2 separate regions of the Mus musculus genome follow, and region 2 is linked to region 1. Evidence: chromatin contacts called from public HiChIP or PLAC-seq data. All regions are on one chromosome and are shown on one strand. Each heading gives the region's core, a stretch centred on a gene start, on an enhancer-like site or on the middle of the called end of the contact. The rest is flanking DNA. Distances are from core to core; before and after follow the strand shown.

Region 1 (6,543 bases), core at 3,304-5,803:
TCATAGCCTCCCTGGTCCCTGGGCCATCCCTAATCCCCATGCAAACAGTGAAACTACTGCCTATTACAGCTCTTCAGCTTCCCAACCCTCCATCCTTGAGTGCCAATCACATTTATCCTCCTTGGGCCATGATCACTCCCCATGGAGAAGGGTAGGATCGGTAGATCCTGCAGCCTCTGGGTTTTTCAGGGTGAAGTTCATCTCTGGTCACTGAGGAAAGGAGCTTCCACCTGGCTTGTGGCTGGATTTCCCCAGGATTACTGCAAACTCAACCAGTCTTACTATCTTAACATTAATTTCTCCTGGAAAGCCCCTATTCTGACCCGGATAACAAGTACAATTGCACCACTTCATATTGATATTCATCCTAGCAAAACTAACACCTAACTTATCATGCAAAATAAAAATAACTATCCCTATCTTGCCTCTGTGTTAATTTATCAGACATTACTATACACCAAGGAATACATTTAAGACACATTTCTCTAGATGCTGGAGATGGGTGGGATATCTCAGCCTATTCAGCCACAATGACATTATTTGAAGTACAACCCACTATTGGACTTGCTAAAATATTTAGAATTTATTTGTGGCACAGAAAACACTTTGAGCATGATTTGAGCTTAAATCCCCAATGATGCCACAGTAACATTATCCTAGCCTCTGGTCACATGGTCTGAAGGATCTACTCCTATTTAAATCTCAGTTATGATGTACACCACAGGCATCCGGACACTGCATTACTATTCAGATCCCTGAAACAATTTGAAGGAGCCAGGGAGCTAGGTTTCTCTTCTCCTTCTATCTAATGTTTCTTGTTATTGATCATTTGTGCATAAATGGACATAAAAAATTTTCCAGAAGGTAGATATTAGTTATTTATCTTACTCTGTAAATAAAGTCAACCAATACTTTTTGACCTTTAATGTTAACTTTTTAAGAGCCTACTAAAATAAAAATAAGCTATATCTTATATCTTTATTGACTGATTCTATATTTTGTTCTAGCAAATTCAACTTTCCACAAGGATAATTGTAAGTGAAAACATAGAGCCTAATCTAGCAGAGTGTTGATCAGATCCTCAAATACAACTTAACATGTTATCTGTACTACACTGTGAATGCTAGCCTTAACTATCAACTTGACACAACCTGGAATCACTGGGAATAAAGTCTCAATGAAGGATTCTCCACATTGGGTGAGCCTCTGGGACTATATATGGAGGATTAACTTAATTAAGTCAATTGATGTGAAAAGATCTAGTTCACTATGGGAGGCATCATTCCCTAGGCAGGGGATCCTAAACTGTATGACAGTAGCAAACCCAAGTAAATTAGCAAGAATATATGCATCAATTTATCTCTGTCTTGACTGTAGATGCATTTTTTCTAGATGTTTGAGTTTCTTCCCTGACTTTTCTTACAACAATGGACTGTAATCTAGATTTGTAAACCAAAGTAAACCCTTTCTTTCCTAAGTTGTTTTTTTTTTCACCAAGGTATTTTATCCCAGCAACAGGAGTGAAATCAGACCACCCACTTATAATTCACCTGTTTGTCTAATGAGCAAATCTTGTTTTAGAGTCATTTTTATCTATTTTGATCACCTTGAAATTTGTTTAATGGTTTATTAGAGTTGACACCAACTTTCTTTGGGAAGTACAATGAAAATACTTCTGTTGAGAGGGCTGGTTTGTTAGTTAAAGGGATGGGGAGAGAATTCAATTGGTCAAGATGCTTGCTGCTGTGCAAGCACGAGGGCCTGAGTCTCATCCCCAGAACTCAGTAAAAACTATAAAAGGTCGAGCATGGTGGATCACTGGGGTTTGTTAGCTAGCCAGCCTAGCTGAATCACTGAGCTCCAAGCCAGTAAGACACCGTGCGTCAAAACAAAATGAAACAACATACAAACCAACAACATTAACAAAACCCCCAAATGGATGGTGTCCCGAAGAACAACACCTAAGGCTAACTTCTAGACTCTACATGTACCCCCTACACAACTGCACCCTCACACCAACCCTCACAAAGAGGATTTGATGTGTTCAAATAAAAACAAAGTGATGTAGGAGTTCAAAGAATGTTTTCTGTCCCAGGCTGTTCATGCAGAGCTCAGCCCTGCCCCTTTCTAGTGGAGTGGCCATGCTTGCTGTGCCTGGCTCTTCCTATCTGTAGGATGAGGATAAATGGAGCTTTATCTCAGGTGCTCAGTGTCTTGCTTTACTTTTCTCACTTTAATGTGTGTGCTTACAGAGTGCTCCTTGCTAGACAATATTCTGAGACCTTTAAGACATCAATGTGTTTTGTCCTCATAACTCTGTAAACCACATTCTATTGTCTGTATCTACTGAAAGAAACTCAAGTTTGGTATGCACTATGTCTAAGACAGTGCCTGAAAGATAACCAGTGCCCAGGGTCATCAGTCACAGGTCAAAATCTTTCTTTGTATCTTCCTCAGAAAAGTCACTTGACTACTCTTCTTTGTACTCCTCGGATAAGGATGTCTCCAAATAGACCAGAAAATGTCTAGAAATTAGCAGATAGGGGGCAAATGATGGTCATGCTGGAGCTTACTGTCTCCTTTCCCCCATGATCTGTGAATCCTTTTCAAATACAAGATGCTGACTAAACCAGAAGATGGAACACTATCTGAATGCTTGAGCCCAGACTACCCAGAAACACTGCTTCTCCACACAAGCCTTTAGTGAAAGGATCCCCACGTTCACCTTCCTTCTTCTTTCTAGATTTGCCTTGAGGATTCAGGATTGAAATCAAATAGCATTCAACTTCCACAAAGATCAAAGAGAGGTTTCTGGGATTTCCACTAGAGGGCACATTATCAACAGGCCAGAAATAGCCAACAAGTTGGCCTAAAGCCACAAAGAAATGACAGTTTCTAGGAGGTACATGAACCCAGGTATCAGGGATTTTTTTTCTGATTCAGAGAAGCTCCAGCACTGAGAGAGACTCCAGCATCACTAGTGGCTTTGCAACTCGGGCTTTGTATTTCTGAGCTTCAGTGGTTTCCCAAACCTTGGCTTCAAACAGTTAGAAGAGAAGCCAAGAGCAGCTAGTCTAGAAATTTGTTTTTTAAAACCCACTGCTTTACAGCTACTGTGATTTATGTGGCTACTGTGTTCACAGATGAGACTTAATAAACAACCGTTATCTGAGTGCTCCTGGATAACTGTTTTGATCCCTTTCTTCTTTTCACCCTTCTCCTTTTATCTTTCTGACATCTTTTTCTGGATATTCTCTATTTCTTGAGGAGACTTCAAGTGATAGGAGGGAGAAAGTAAAAAAGCAAAGCTCTCAAGAACTCCACTGACTTCATCAGAAATCTGAATTTCCTTCAGGTCTCCAACTGCTCAAAACCTGCCTCCCCACTTCTAAGCAGATAAATTCCAAATTGTCTGCCTAGATTCTGAGGAGGCTGGGCCCTGGAATGGGTAGCCGTTCTCTCCTCTCTACATCTAGAGGACACCAAGTTCTGGCAAGGCCTTTGTGAAATAAAATAAAATAAAATAAAATAAAATAAAATAAAATAAAATAAAATAAAATAAAAAGCAGTAACATACCTGCCTACTTCCACACTCCCCAGAAAACAAGAGAGGTCCCTGTTTCCTCTCTAATAGCTATTTGAGTATCTGGGTGAGAAGACTAGGGTGTCAGCACTTCTGGTGTGAGGAATGAGAAACAGAAAAGCCATATGCTCCTATCAAATTTTGTCTTTTTGTCTCATTCAATTTCCCAGATATCTTTCTGATAGAAATGACTATTCCCATCTTACAGATGAGAAAATGAAGACACATCATTGCTAAATTACTTAAGATACACATCAGTAAACAAAGTATGGCAAAGTTGGGTTTGAACCCAGGGTCTGACTTTAAAGACGGTCATGCTAAAACTAGATGTTAGCTGCTTTTCCTGGAGTTTTTGCCATTTCTCCTCCGGGGGTGAGGATGGAGGAAGTGGTTTGGATGAAGCTGCTGGAAAACAGCAGTCACCACGTGATGAGGTCAGCAGTCTGGAAGCCTGAGGAGGGTGGGATGGAAGGGGCGGGAGATGGGGAGCCCTAACAAGCAAACAAACTACTGGTGTTGAAGACTAGATGTCAGCAGAGGCAAGAAGTGGGGCCCGAGGCCAGGGTGCTGGATCAGACTTCCTAACTCTATGACCCTTTGCGTGGGCCACCATGGCACAACTCCCCACACTTCCACATGACCTGATCCTCCTTCTTCCAATAAATACAGCATCTAGGAGGTGTTTATAGGTTTCTAAATAAACTCCTTCGTCAATATAGCCTACATGGTACATATCTTCACTTATGCTTCAGGAAGACTCTTTGACTCCCACAGAGAGCTCTGGAGTGTTGGCCTGGCTTATAAGGTTTGAAAATGATCTCTTAATATCAACAAATTCAAGTTAACAAACTTATGACAATAGGCAATGAGACAGGGGAAGTCAGAACTCCAGCATAACTCTACCACTTTCTACTTGGGTGGTTTGGAGACTACAATATACTTCTCTGTGTTCCTAGCTGACTCATCCATTAAAAATGGGATAAGGATTTCTTCATCACTAGTTGAATGTATAAACACAGACATTCATAAGTGATCAGTACTAGATAGTAACTTTGGAGGCCATAATTGAGCTGGGATGTTTGTTCCCGTTTGGAGGTACAAACACAAAGCCTGTTCTCAATAAGTTTGCCAAAGTGGAAGAGAGAGGACAATGGGGAAACTGATAAGATTGAACTATGTTAGTGACAGGTGGACACGGTCAAGGCGGTACTAGGAAGGGGGAGTGCGCTCAATCTGAGTAAAGGTGGGGTAAGACACTTCCTGAGGATGACATCAAAAGCCACAGCTTGGTGCCCAATTTTGGTTAATGTGTAGCCACATCTTGGATAGGCTGATATTTCATCAAGGATACCAGATGTTTGCTTTGGTGACTCCTTGCTCTTAGGTCTTGCTTTGAAAACAAAAGCTCTTCTGTGAAAATCAATGAGCTTGCCTCACAAGGTGCCTTAGATCTTTAAATAATATGGATATAGTCACCCTAAGTTAATAACCACACAATTAGGGTCAGAGTTCAGGAAACAAGAAGGGATGGGGAAGGAAGAAACTAAAGACCTACTGTATAAATGTTGACATGGCAGGTAGGAATTCATGTGTGTATGTTTGTTTGTGTGTCTGTGTCAGTAGGTGTTGTGTACTCATGCATGTGTGTGCATATGTGTGTGTGTGTCTATATGTCTGCGTGTTTGTATTGTATGAATGTGTTCCTATGGCTGTATGCACCTATGGGAAGACCAGAGATTGATTTCAAAGGTTCTTGACATCTCTGATTGTTCTCCACCTTGATTTTGAAACAGGGTCGTTTACTGAACATGGAAGTCCTTTAAGCCAGGCCGTCTAACCAGTGAGCCCCAGAGATCTGCCTATACTGGGGGTCCCAGAGGTTGGGGTACCTCCACATGTGGCTTTTTACTTGGATGTTGGAGATGTGGACTCAGGTAGGCCCTCGTGCCTGGACAGCAGATGGTTTATTGAATGAACCATCTCCTCAGCCTTGAAATTAACATTTTGAGAGCCTATAACACACCAGATAACACTAAGAACCTTACCTAATACCCTAGCCGTGGACACTTTTCCTGCCCACTCTTTATTTCGGGTGATAAACTACAACTCCAGTTATTTAAGAAATGTAAGCAGGATCCGACTGCTAAGTAGGTGAAAGAACCAATATTAAAAAACCCAGCTTTTAGTCCTGACACCAGTGCTCGTGATCTTTATAATGCTCTGGATACTCCCAAACATACATACTTGCGTGTGTCTGCTCCTTCTTCTCCAATAGAATGGCATTTATGAATTTGTTCATGGTTTTCCATGCTATGTTACTGCTATGGCCTAAATGGTGTTTCTGAAACAAAAACATGAACATAAACATAAACATAAATATCAGAGGTAGCCTTAAGCCATGAAAATCTTTCAACACACCCACTATAAACTGTTTGTACTAAAAGGCCTTGTAATTGGTCTCCTCCTGTCTCATTCTTTGGAAGGTATCTTTATAGCTCTTCCCACTGGAAGACAGAATCAATCAATCTCTCTGTGTGTCTCTGTCTCTCTGTTTCTCTCTGTCTCTCAGTCTCTGTCTCTGTCTCTCTCTCTCCTTTAAATCTAAGTTGCACTTGGGTTTGGGCTTGGCCAAAACAATATGGTGGAATCATACAAAGTTAGTTTTGGGCTTTGACCACTAGGAGCTATGTAAGCATTCATTTTCTTTCTAGGTCCCTGCCAGGCCTATACAAGCCAGCTGGTAGCATGTGAGATACATATGGAAACAATCTTGGCATCCGAGATGAAACCATCCTAGACTGGCAGTGTTTCTCCAAGCAGTTTATCAACAACATAAACATGAATGAGTCAACTGAGCCAGCCCAGATCAGCAGAGAGACTGAATCAACCCTCAGACTTGGGAGAAATACGTTAATGTTTGTTATTTTAAGCATCTAATTTTAGAGCTCATCTTACTGCAT
Region 2 (6,790 bases), core at 3,999-6,498, 500 kb after region 1:
CAGCCTACAAATCATTACTACAAATTATTCATGAGCATTGTCTGGGTGCTTTCATGTTCTTTGCTTAATTTACTCCTTACTAGCCCTGCACAGTAGATGTTATTATCCCATTTTCCAGATGAAGAGTCTTAGATGCTAACATTTACAGAATTCACCCAGAGGCACTCAAGCATCCAGGGACAGTGTCCAATTTAAAGCCAGGTATTCTGACTTTACACCCCGGGTTCATCTTATCACACCCCAGCAAACCCTTGGCCCCAGCTATGAGAACTCAAGGGTGCCCACCCCTTCAGACACAAGCAATCTTTATTCACAAAGTCCCACAAGCCTCTGGCCAGTAGAGGGACGATGTCTGAATTGCAACTAGCTGCTCTTTAATTTTTTAAAGGGAACGAAGTTAGAGCCAAAGAGATGGCTCTGTGGTTAAATTAAGAGCACTGACTGCTCTTCCAGAGGTCCTGAGTTCAATTTCCAGCAACCACATGGTGGCTCACAACCATCTGTAATGGGATCTGATGCCCTCTTCTGGTGTGTCTGAAGACAGCTACAGTGTACTCATTTAAATAAATAAATAAATCTTTTTTTAAAAAAATGTTAGGCATACACTGAATTTCAGGCTAAATCTACAGCCCACGCAAAGCCAAAACAAGTCTGGACAGCAGTCACCTGGAGGACAGACGTGACATTAGCTCTGCCCCTTCAAAATTCACTCATCTCTTCCTCCAGACTGTAACAGCAGCCCTACCGAGCGAGAGCTTGTTAAAGCTCCTAAGAGAGATCCCGGGGCGAACTGCACAGTGGCCACGATCAGCACTCTGTTGTCAGACACAAGGAAACCCCTCTCTTATTCTGACAGGCTCATCAGGGTTACGGTGGTATCAGGTGGGGAAAGAGTTAATATTAACTAAAGTTTCTCAGATCCATACCCAGCTTAAGGTCCTAGCCTCGGAGTCTGCTTATCATGAGTCTGTGATACAAGGAGAGCAAGAAACAGCAGATAAGCCGCTTCAGCTTCCCCATAGTTACATCATCAAAGAAACCGTGCAGCTAGACAAGGTTATCTGAGATAAGTTTTCACAGTAAAATAGTGGGGTTAGTAGGATGTTTGGTCCCTTTTTACAGGAACACAATTATCTGTTTGGCTCTTCGCTCCTTTTTATTTTAACCTTGTAACATCAGAAATCATGTTTTGGTTGCACCTCGACACATCATAATGTAAGCAAATAGTCCAAAACTCCTCACCAACGACTACAATTCTAGGAAGTAAATGAGAGATCAGGAGAGGGAATACAACTGAGGCCAGTGACCAGGTGATAAGGAGCTTAGCCCCAGAAGGCAAGCCAAAGACAGACTGTGGTTAGGTGCTAGTGAAATCATTTTCAAAGGAGCATTTAACAGGACGTCTCTTTTTAAAACCGAGTCAATTAATACCCTAGGAGCCTCTTTAAGTGGGGCACTCTGCTTGACCCGGTTATAAGCTCTGTCTGCTACAGATCCAGAGCTGAGCCATCTGGGAACAGCATGCACTTCAAGTTGGCTCGACCAGCCCTGTCGCCCCCATGATTACCATCGAGTCTTCCTCTAGGACAGGGTCCATATCTTTCTCATCTGCTCAGCTGCCCATGGACAAACTAATGTAGCTCAGGCGGAGTGGATGCCAATGTGTGGAAGGCTCACCTCGGGCTGATCCCGTGGTAGCCGAGGTGTCTCTTCAAACGCTAGTCACGAATCACCTGCTCTCTATTGATCATAAGCCGCCCAATTCTGCTATCGAACTAGCTCTGGCCCATGGGTTAGGATGCCATAGCGTGTGTCATTAGCTGCTGAGACCCCTTCTGAAGGTGCCAGGTGCCAGCTTCATACCTCACCAGTCTCAGTCAAAGTTCTGAAGACCCTAAAGGAGACCTTTAGGAGCCCCTAGTAATCTTCCTATCTCTGGGCATCTGTTACCCCTCTCTCTGTTCTCATAGACGCTAATCCTTCCAACCCTCAACGTAGTGGTGCCCCCATCCTTGGTCACCATAGCTGACAGAATCTGTAAGTTCAAACATATCTTTAAAATAATCAGGATGTACAAAAGAGGAAACTCAAACCCAGAGATGTGCAATGTATTGGTCTGGGCCACACAGCCTTGCCAGGTCTCCTCACTGCCTTGGTGAGCACTGTCCCACCAACCACCTTCCCTGTTCTGTATACTCTGATCACTCCAAAGACAGAGACAGCCTCAGGGAAGGTCCCTAAGAAATAATCCTTGTTCCTGTCTGAAAGGTAATGAAGTTTTCATCAACTGACTATAAAAGACTGATAGAATTGTGTAGTGCCGACCATCTTGGCTTCTTCACCATGATGCCATTTGGCTAGAAAATATATCCCATCCTAAGATAAGCTATCATGAACAACCATTCTCTCCATGACGTTGACAATTTCCTGCATAACTTAGTACCTGGCCCTCTAAAATTCTGACCAACATTTTTTTAAAAAATCACAAATTTTAATAAGAGCAAAATGCCTGTTCCTTAGAATAAATTGTACCGCTTAAAACCATTTTATAAAAGTATAAAAATGTCAATAAAATGAATTATCTACCCTCTCCCATCAGCTGTAGGGAATCAATTTAAGGAAAGTTGGCCAGTGTGGCAGCCTCCTGCCTCACTGCTCTGAGGGTGACCCTACTACAGATTTGTCTTACCCAAGATGAAAGTTCTGTGCTCAATTAAATAGTAACAGAAGCAGGGGCAGAGTGTATGGTCTTGAGACACCAAGCCAATGCTTCCAACCGGGGCCCCACCCACAACAGAAAAGTCTATAGCTTCAGTTCCGTGAAGAGGAGCGCCAGCTGATCAGGAGAAATAGCTTAAAACACCAGCAAAATGGTGGCATTGAAATCAGGCTCCTTCACTCCAGAGACCCGTGTGCTGTTGAGCTCTGTTTTGGTGTTAGAGTACCCACCCCACTTCACCTCCCAGAAGTCTTCAGAGGCGATATCTGTTTTTAAAGGCCTAGGGATGCCTCTGTCCAAAGGGAGAGGAGACTGAGCAAGCTCTCGTGTAAGCCTCCAAAACTGTGTGTGACAATACAATATGAAACCACATTCTTACATGTTAAAAACGCAAGGAAGCACAATGAACACAGCCTGGTTCTCAAATCCCCAAAGAGCGGAGGATATCAGAAGGAAATAAAACCTAGTAAGGGTCCGGAAAGCAAAATCCCACTTCCTTAGAGCAGAACACGGCCCCAAAGCACTTACCTCTGACCTGCTAATAATACCAACTAGCTAAGCGAATACCAGCAAGAACAGAGCTGAAGTCTCAGTTCTGTTTTTTTCTCAGGCCTTCAAAGGTATTGAAAGAGGACTGAGGTAACACCAGCCAATGAATGGGAGACCCTGAGGGTACCCACAAACATGGAGTCATAGGTATGAGTGGGGCTTATCAGAAGTTTAGAAAGACCCAAGGTATTTACATAAGAAATCACAGTATTATAATAATATAATAAGGAAAACATCAGAAAACTTGTGTGGATATAGGTAATATAATTTTTAGCACACACAACAACAACAAAAAATGTTATTGACTCTGGGACCTTTTGCATAAACGAGGCCTAGGTCAAGCACACGTCCATACCCACAACTATGGGAAGAGGTCCTGGATAAGGGTCTCATGAGTGGTCACAGAACTTCTAACACAGCTTCCTCAAGATTGCTCTCTCAACGTCTCTGCCCAGTGAAATAGAAACATGGGAGGTGGTACTCGTAATAGTTGGTAGTGTTTAAATGTGGTTATAAACTTCCAAATAACTCCAGTCTCTCCCACCACAGTTCTTAAATGCCACTCTCCAGTGATGCAGCAGAAACTAGTCCCACATGGCTCCATATTCTAATAGCATTCTCAACTGTGAAATTCTCTTTATCTCTTCTGTAAAGAGAAATAAGAAACTTTATCTCTTCTGTAGAAATTGACTCTTCCCTGGACCTCAAGGAAAGTAGCGCCCAGCCATTCCGGATCCCTAACTTCTCCTTATCCATTGAAAGATATTGCCTTGATAAATCCTCACACCAGTGTCCACAGAACCAACTGGCGTTTCCATCAGAAATCTCAGACTCTGAACTCCCCCATTCTCCCTGAGATCAATGTGGAAAAACAATGGAGACACCTGAGGACTCTGAGAATTTTATGCTTCATCCAGAACATGTATCATCGCGCAAAGCAGATTTCAGAGTCCCAAGGAAGACAAGAAAATTAACGTGGTCTTGCCACTTCGTTGCTCTCATGAACCAACAAGATTCATCCCCCCACTGATCTCGGCTCTATCCACACTGAGACCAACACTTGTTCATAGTGTACAAACAAAATCAAAAGAGTCCCTGCATCCAGGACATTTGTTGCTGGTGAGTCATGTCTGCCTGTCTGGTCATAGTATTCCATTGTGGAAAAACAAAGGGTTGGTCTGTCCTCTTGTGATACGGTAAAAATCATCTACCTAAGTTGAGTTTTCTTTTTGCCTAGGATCATTTTTAAGGGTACCACCTGCCTAACCTTGACCACCTGACTCCTGCCGCCTTTGTGAATATAGATTCTTTTACCTATCTACACCTATTTCCTCAAACTGGAATACACTAAAGATGAATTGGCTTTTCCCTATAGCTCCTGAGTCAGAAGAAATATCAGTCAAGACACCTCTAGACTGTGAGACCATAAGCTCACCCTGAGCACTACCATCCCTTAGCCAGCCAGCTCGTCACTGAGCGACATCAGAGTCACCTGTCTCCGTTTGCTTTTTTTTGTCCCAGAGAAATCTAACCCAGGGATATAGCTCTGGCATACATACCACATGGGCAGAGAGAAACCGGGGGCTTTTAGACTCTCACTGATTGGCAGTCCAGACAATGTAGGGAATTCACAGATAACACTCACACAGGAGTAACCCAGCTGCTCTCACCCAGATAAACTCTAACAAGACCCAGTGGGGGAGCCAGGGGAACACAAGCTCTACTTCCTGCCAGCTGCCTCTGGTTTATTTTCACCTGTCTGCTTCAAGACAGCTTGTCTTTCCACCGAGCAGGTGTTTGAATCTCAGGTTCAAAAGAAGTTTAAAAGCGAGGACTTACCTCATTTACCTAAAGATTCTGGGTGGGAAGTCCTATGGCTCTGGTGATGAAGAAGAAGGCAGGAAGCTATCACACCAGCTCCTACCGAGATGGGGAGCCACGGCCTTATCACGTCTGAGCTCTCATCAGAGTGAAGATAAATGCATATGACAATAATTTAAAATCATTTTGTAGGATGTTAAGCAATAAGCCACCAACCGGGAATTCCCTAAGTCACTTCCCCCTCCTCTGATTGGCTGCCCGGCCCTTTAAAAAAATAAAATAAAGGATTACAAACATTGGCTCATTTGCATTTGGCCAACTCAGACGTTAGTGTTCAAACAAAACAGGTCTAACCAGGTTATGCCTGTGTCTCAAGAACAGAGGCGACCTGTTAATGGATGAGGAATTGATTTGGTCGTGACTGTACTTTTCAGCTTAGAGGCAGTTTCAGGTGAAAAGTATCTCGCTCCCCAAAAGATGCTCTGAGGAAGGGGGAATAGAAAAGCCAAGTCCAAGTCCCTGTCAAGCAAATGAAGGAAGAGGGCCTGAGGTGCTCTTAAACATCCGGCTCATTTTCTAACCCGTATTTAGTCCTCTGCTATGTCATCAAGATCTTTGCCCTGGCTGTGCAGGTACCCGGCGTGGAAGGAGCTTCTAGTTTCTAGTCCATTCTGTCTGTCTCTGGGCATCATGACCAACTCTTTGTAGTGACTCTTGACAATTTCAGAGGCTTTTCCCCAGTCCCAGGTAAGCACCTCAGAGGATCGGACAGCCCTGGAAGGGAGGGGCCACTGTGAAATGTCTTTGGGCAACAATCCTCAGCCAGACAAGGGCTGGAGGACCAGCTTGTCTTCCCTTCCCCTTGACTCTTACACGATGCATCGTACTGCTTATCAGCCCTCCCTGTAGGATCCAGAAAAGAGAAAACCAAATGCCAGTCTGAGCAAGATGTGAACTGCTGAGGGGACCTACGGATTTCACAGATCCCCACCCCCTGAGCTAAGGGTGCACAGGGAGTTTCCGATTCTTGCTTCACTGGGTCCCACATGTTTCTCCACCTGCACAGGTGAGCGACTACCCTGGCCAGGAAAAATACAATCCCCTAACCATTAACTTTCCCTTCTGGGTCTTCCTGGACACCAGCCTTCTATGAGCAAAGCATCCCCTGGCAGGTTTGTTGAACTCGGCGAGGCTCTTCTCCCTTTGTCGGAAGACAGGAAGGAGTTTGGCAAAAAGATTTTGTGATCACAACTCAGTTCCTTCTGTGGCAAAAAAAAAAAAAAAAAAAAAAAAAAAAAGTGTGTGTGTGTGTGTGTGTGTGTGTGTGTGTATGCAAAAGTTCATGGAAAAAACAAAACCCAAATGGTTGTTGTGCTGCTGACTGGGGCAGGAGCCAGCCAGCTTCAATGCTCTCTTGTACTTGTTGCTTGGTTTAAGCACCATGAATTCAGAGAAGTTCCAGGTTCAAAAGACAGAGGTGAGGCAAGGGTGGGTTTGGAGGGGTCTTTAAAGGAGGTATTGGCATCCTTAATGTTTAGGGTTTAGGGTGACTCTCTGAAGCTGCTCTTTAACCTCCAGCAAATAAACCCACCTCCCCTGCAGTTCAACCTTATCTAGCTGCCAAAGGCTCTGTTGACATGCAAATGTATGCCCTGGGCCTTATAAAAACAGTAAATGTCATCACTGCCCATTATCATATTA

The links. HiChIP or PLAC-seq counts read pairs in DNA pulled down with a chosen protein or histone mark.
Region 2: a contact with region 1 is called in an HNF4G HiChIP or PLAC-seq map of pancreatic cancer cells. The contact joins the promoter of Ehf here to the enhancer-like site in region 1. A contact is called at or near these places in 3 of 39 promoter capture datasets (erythroid cells and liver), 2 of 115 datasets of contacts at active chromatin or transcription factors (embryonic stem cells and pancreatic cancer cells) and 1 of 9 other capture datasets (adipose tissue).

Annotation. Positions count from the first base shown.
Region 1 is chr2:102,801,423-102,807,965 of GRCm38.p6, forward strand. No RefSeq gene overlaps it. Among named protein-coding and RNA genes, the nearest start is that of Gm13872, 58 kb to the left of the region's middle. Within about 2 kb of position 4,554, at least 31 of the 459 cell types and tissues checked have an H3K27ac peak or open chromatin away from gene starts, as enhancers often do. A contact at or near this core is called in pancreatic cancer cells, where this site is marked.
Region 2 is chr2:103,297,948-103,304,737 of GRCm38.p6, forward strand. It overlaps Ehf (ets homologous factor), which reads right to left and starts at 5,249. Exons shown (of 9, transcript NM_007914.3): 1 at 5,108-5,249.